Regions from separate parts of the Mus musculus genome. Here region 2 is linked to region 1. Evidence: chromatin contacts called from public HiChIP or PLAC-seq data. All regions are on one chromosome and are shown on one strand. The core of a region is the stretch at or near the end of the contact, and the rest is flanking DNA. Distances in the headings are between cores, read along the strand shown. Region 1 overlaps Zwilch (zwilch kinetochore protein). Region 2 holds the start of Tipin (timeless interacting protein).

Region 1 (2,531 bases), core at 18-2,517:
CCTGCATGTATGGCTGTGTGAGGGTGTCAAAAGCCCTGGAATTGGATTAGAGATATGTGAGCTGAATGTGGGTGCTGGGAATTAAACCCTTCTCTTCTGGAAAGAGCATCCAGTATTCTTAACTCCTGAGCCATCTCTCCAGCCCTAGACTATTACTGCTTTTAAAAAAAATTGTTTTTCTTTGACATGTGTGTATGTTTTTCTCTCCCCCTTTCTTGACTGTACTTCTCCAGCTCAGGGATTGTGGCCTATTTATATCCGTACTCAGTGCTTGTCACACGTGGATTTCACTGGATGACAGGAAGGAAGGAAGGAAGGAAGGAAGGAAGGAAGGAAGGAAGGAAGGAAGGAAGGAAGGAAGGAAGGAAGGAAGAGCTACTGTTTGGTTATTAGTAGTTTACTTATTCATTTTAATTTTCTTTTGGTATTTTTTTCTTCAGTGAGAAGCCGCAGAAATGGAGAGTGGAGCTCAGCAATAGTCAGAAGAGGGTGAAAACAGTGTGGCAACTGAGTGACAGCTCCCCTGTAGACCATTCCAGTTTCCACAGGCCTGGTAAAGATGCTATGTAGTCATTAAATCTTTATGGGAGGAATCATTGTTGCAGGTCTTTCCCTGAACTGTAGGTATAAAACAGACTTTAAAAGAAAATCTGACTTTTGTGCCATTGTGAGTTTTAGAAAAATTCAAAGTATAATAATCACTTGTGAGTGCTTTTTCTTATTATCCTGGATAAAAAGAACCTTTGCTGGGGCTGGCTCAGTGGTTAAGAGCACTGACTGCTTTTCCAGAGGTCCTGAGTTCAATTCCCAGCAACCACATGGTGGCTCACAACCATCTGTAATGGGATCTGATTCTGTCTTCAAGGCATCAGGAGCTTAAAACAAGCAGCCAATTGTACTTGCTCACAGTCAGGAAGCAGAGTGCATGGGTTGCTGAGTTCCCTTCCTCCACTCACACCATCCAATACGGTGGGTCGGCCCACGTCACTTAACATAAGAACATCTCTCACAGACATGCTCAGATGCCCATCTCCCAAATGATTCACTAGTCTAACGATCTGAAATCAATACCAACCAAGACATCTCTACCACCACTTGGTCCCTGTCACCATATAATTTCCACCCTACTTTTGGTACTGATTTATGTCTTAGTTTCTTTTCCTGTTACTATGATAAAATTCTCTGACAGAAGCCGTGAAGGGTGAATGGTTTTATTTCCTCTCACAGATCTCCACTCACCATGGTAAGGAAGTCAAAGCAGAAGGAGCTTGAGTAGCTGTTGCTAGAGATCCCTTAGTCAGCAGAAGAAGGCAGTGCCTGTGTGCTCGTGTCCGCTTACTTTCCCCACTTTAAAGCTGTCCAGAGTGGCCGGCCCAGGGATGATGGTCTGTCTATACTGAGCAAGTCTTCACACTTCAGTTAACACAATTAAGACAAGACCCCACAACATGCCCACTCCTATTTCCCAGGGGATTCTGTCTCTCATAGATAGATAAACATGCAGAAATCATTAAACTAAAAAAATTTTTCCTGGGAGCCATCAGTTAAAATCATAGCATGTGGTTTTTTGTTTGTTTGTTTGGTTTATTTTTTTTCAGATTTCTTTTCTTTTTTTTTTTTTTTTTTTAAGATTTATTTATTTATTATATGTAAGTACATTGTAGCTGTCCTCAGAAACTCCAGAAGAGGGCATCAGATTTCGTTACGGATGGTTATGAGCCACCATGTGGTTGCTGGGATTTGAACTCGGGACCTTCGGAAGAGCAGTCGGCGCTCTTAACCACTGAGCCATCGCACCAGCCCCCTCAGATTTATTTTATGTATATAAGTACACTATTGCTTCAGATATAACCAGAGAGCATCAGATCCCATTACAGATGGTTGTCAGCCACCATGTGGTTGCTGGGAAATGAACTCAGGACCTCTGGAAAAGCAGCCAGTGCTTTTAACGGCTGAGCCATCTCTCCAGCCCCCATGCCATGTGTTTTAAGTATGATATAAAACTTAAAATCTAAAGGGGGTTAAAATCAGCTGTGGATGTTGGAGAGATGGTTCAGAGGTGACCTTGCAGAGTACTTGGGTTCAGTTCCTAGCATCCACATCAGGCAATTCAAAGCTACTTTTAACTCCGGTTGCAAAAGATTCAATGCCCTCTTCTGGTTTTTGTGGGCACCTTCAATGCACATACAATTTTAAATATAATCCTTTTTTAAATTCCAGGTATATAAAAAAGAGAAAAAATTATATACATATTTATCTAATATATATATATTTAGGCCAAGCAACAGACATAGTAAACTAGAAAAGCACATTTATGGCATGTGTTCAGAAGAGGAACATGTCCTAGTATACTACAAAAAAATCTTTGCAAGTACTTGAGGCTGAGGCAAATGGATCTCTATGTTTAAGGCCAGCCTTGACTACAAAACATGTTCCAGGACAGCCAGATCTACACATAGAGACCCTGTCTTAAAAACCAAAACATGCATACATGCATGTGTACACATGCACTTAAAAAACTCAGTGGGAAG
Region 2 (2,531 bases), core at 13-2,512, 140 kb before region 1:
ACTGCAGATAGCTTCCTCAGGACTTTTCAGAGGGTAAAGGCCAGGATTGACTGCTTGCTGTTGGCTGTGGTTTTGTTTAGTGGTGAGCAAGAGAAGAAATAACACATCCTCAAGGTCCTCACCTTGCCTCAAACATGCCCCAAGGAACTTGACACTCCTCATCTGCAGGGTAAAGATAATGTTGCCATTTTTCCCCCTATCCTCTCGTTTTTTAGGGAGCCTAAAGGGTAGATTAAGGGTAGAGAAGGGTGGAAGAAAGAATCCACAAAGTAGCAAAGGACTCTGTGGGTAGAGTCAATTCTTTCCTTCCAGCTTTGCATGAGACCCAGGGATCACACTCAGTAAGGCTTGTTCCCCAGCACTATATCGCCTTTACTAGCTGTCCCCAATTCTAAATTTGTGACCGTAAATTTATAAAAACAAAGTACTGGCTCCTGATAATAAACCGCTACGTCTTTGAGTACCTTTAAATGTGGGAACCAAGGGTAGATTATAACTCTACCTAGGACCACTTGGCCTGGGTTCCAGGCCCAGAACAAGCACCCCAATCCTCAAAACATCTAGTTAGTACACTCAATCCCATTCTAATGGGAGTTTGAGAACAGGACTTAAAACTACAATAACCAGCAATTAACCAAAAAAGCACAGTGGGGCTTATCAGTAAACTGGTTTCTCTCAGTGTTTGTAAAGAATTAGATGTTCACAGCCCTTCCTTCTCTCCTTGACAACTGTCACACGTGTTTTAGACACTAACGAGTTAAGTCTCTTTCCCCCTCCAGGTCCTCAAACTCCCAGAGCAGTGTGCGTGACAAATTCAACATCCGATCCACAAGTCCTTCCCGGACCTGTTTCCAACCTACCGTTTTCCCTAGTTGTCAAAACAGGAGCTCCTCGCCCTAAAGGAAGTCCCACCACCCTCACTCTCGTCCCACCGTCGGCGCCAGCCCTAGGGATGTCACCTCTCCCTCGCCTCCCCTCGAGTCCGCTTCCCAGCCTCCCTCTCAGCTAGGTCCGTGCGCGCGGCTCCGGTGCAGGCCCGCCATCCTCCCGCGGCGCCTCCCACCCGCTCCGCCCGCTCCTCCTCAGCCCCGCTTCCGCCTGGCTCCTGGGTGAGACCCCATCTCCCGCGCCCCGCGCCGCCTTTGCAACGCGGGCTCCACTTCCAAAATCTGCGCTCACAGAAACCGGTCTCACCTCACCTAGACAGCGGCCGCCGCCAAGCGCGCCAACACCGCTTCTCGCGAGACTCGGCTCCGCGAGACAAGCTGAGAAATTTGGCGCCAAGGGTAGGCGAAGAGGCGTGGGAGGAGCCTAAGGGTCTGAGCCCCGCCCACCGCGCTCGGAAGCCCGCCTACCCATCCGGAATGTCTGGGACGGCAATGAGTTCTGGGCGCTTTATTAGCTCCAGAAATAGGTCTCCGGGTTTAGAACACGAACGATGGAAGCCAGGCATAATAGTGCACGCCTGGAATCCCAGCACTCGGAGGCTGAGGTAGGAGGATCGCCACAGGTTCCAGGCCAGCGTCTACGAGAAAAAAAAAAAAAAGAAAGAAAAGAAAACTGATTTGTAGAGGAGTAAAACGTAGTGTCAAACAACTTTGGCTGGAAAATTACTGCATCTTCAGAATAGCAAAATGCCACGACTATGAATTTTGTTAATTAAATAAAGATATGAGGAAAAGATTGTAGTTTGTAGTTAGGGTTAGACGTGTAGACCCAAAGAAATATGTCAAGAGCTGGAGAGAGGGCTCAGTGACTAGAGCCCTGACTGCTCTTCCAGAGGTCCTGAGTTCGATTCCCCAGCAACCACATGGTGGCTCACAATCATCTGTAATGGGATCTGATGCCTTCTTCTGGAGTGTCTGAAGACAGCTACAGTGTACTCACATACATAAAATAAATCTTTAAGAAAGAAAAAAGAAATATGTCAACAACAAAAAAAGGAGGGTTCCCTGTTTTCTTTAAAAGTATTGAATCCGGCCGGGCGAGGTGGCACACGCCTTTAATCCCAGCACTTGGGAGGCAGAGGCAGGTGGATTTCTGAGTTCGAGGCCAGCCTGATCTACAAAGTGAGTTCCAGGACAGCCAGAGCTACACAGAGAAACCCTGTCTCGAAAAATCAAAAAAAAAAAAAAAAAAAAAAAAAGTATTGGATCCAGTGTTTACCTTTAATCTTAGGCAGATCCCTGGAGTTCCAGGCCATCCAGTGCTACACAGTGAGATATTGTTTCAAAACAAACAACAAAAAGGGAGGGCAGGGTTGGGGAGATCCCTCAGAGGGTAAAGGACTCCCCCACATTGCATGATGAGCTGAGTTCAGATCTCCAATACCCAGGTTAAAAAACAGCTTGATATTACCCGGAATCCCGATTCTGAGAAGGCAAAAATCAGATTCCTCCAGCTGGCTAGCCAGCCAGCCAGGTTTAACTGATGTGTTCCAGGCACAGTGAGAGACCCTGTCTCAAAGGGGGGGGGGGGGGGCTGAGACATACAGATGGCTTAACCATTAAGAGTACATGTTGCTCATGTAG

The links. HiChIP or PLAC-seq counts read pairs in DNA pulled down with a chosen protein or histone mark.
Region 2: an H3K27ac HiChIP or PLAC-seq map of microglia shows a contact between it and region 1, with 7 times the contacts expected there. The contact joins the promoter of Tipin here to the enhancer-like site in region 1. A contact is called at or near these places in 14 of 39 promoter capture datasets (the 3T3-L1 cell line, the C10 cell line, cranial neural crest and 7 more), 4 of 15 datasets of contacts at CTCF or cohesin (embryonic stem cells, large pre-B cells, liver and 1 more), 107 of 484 Hi-C or Micro-C datasets (the 63-12 cell line, the AML12 cell line, the AtT-20 cell line and 62 more), 22 of 115 datasets of contacts at active chromatin or transcription factors (the 230-238 cell line, the HPC-7 cell line, the SCID.adh cell line and 10 more) and 4 of 9 other capture datasets (adipose tissue, liver, macrophages and 1 more).

What each region holds. Positions count from the first base shown.
Region 1 is chr9:64,142,102-64,144,632 of GRCm38.p6, reverse strand. Zwilch (zwilch kinetochore protein) reads left to right here. Exons shown (of 19, transcript NM_026507.4): 17 at 441-553. Among named protein-coding and RNA genes, the nearest start is that of Lctl, 26 kb to the right of the region's middle. Within about 2 kb of position 1,267, at least 4 of the 459 cell types and tissues checked have an H3K27ac peak or open chromatin away from gene starts, as enhancers often do. A contact at or near this core is called in B cells and microglia, where this site is marked.
Region 2 is chr9:64,280,316-64,282,846 of GRCm38.p6, reverse strand. Tipin (timeless interacting protein) reads right to left here and starts at 1,262. Exons shown (of 8, transcript NM_001324557.1): 1 at 1,200-1,262.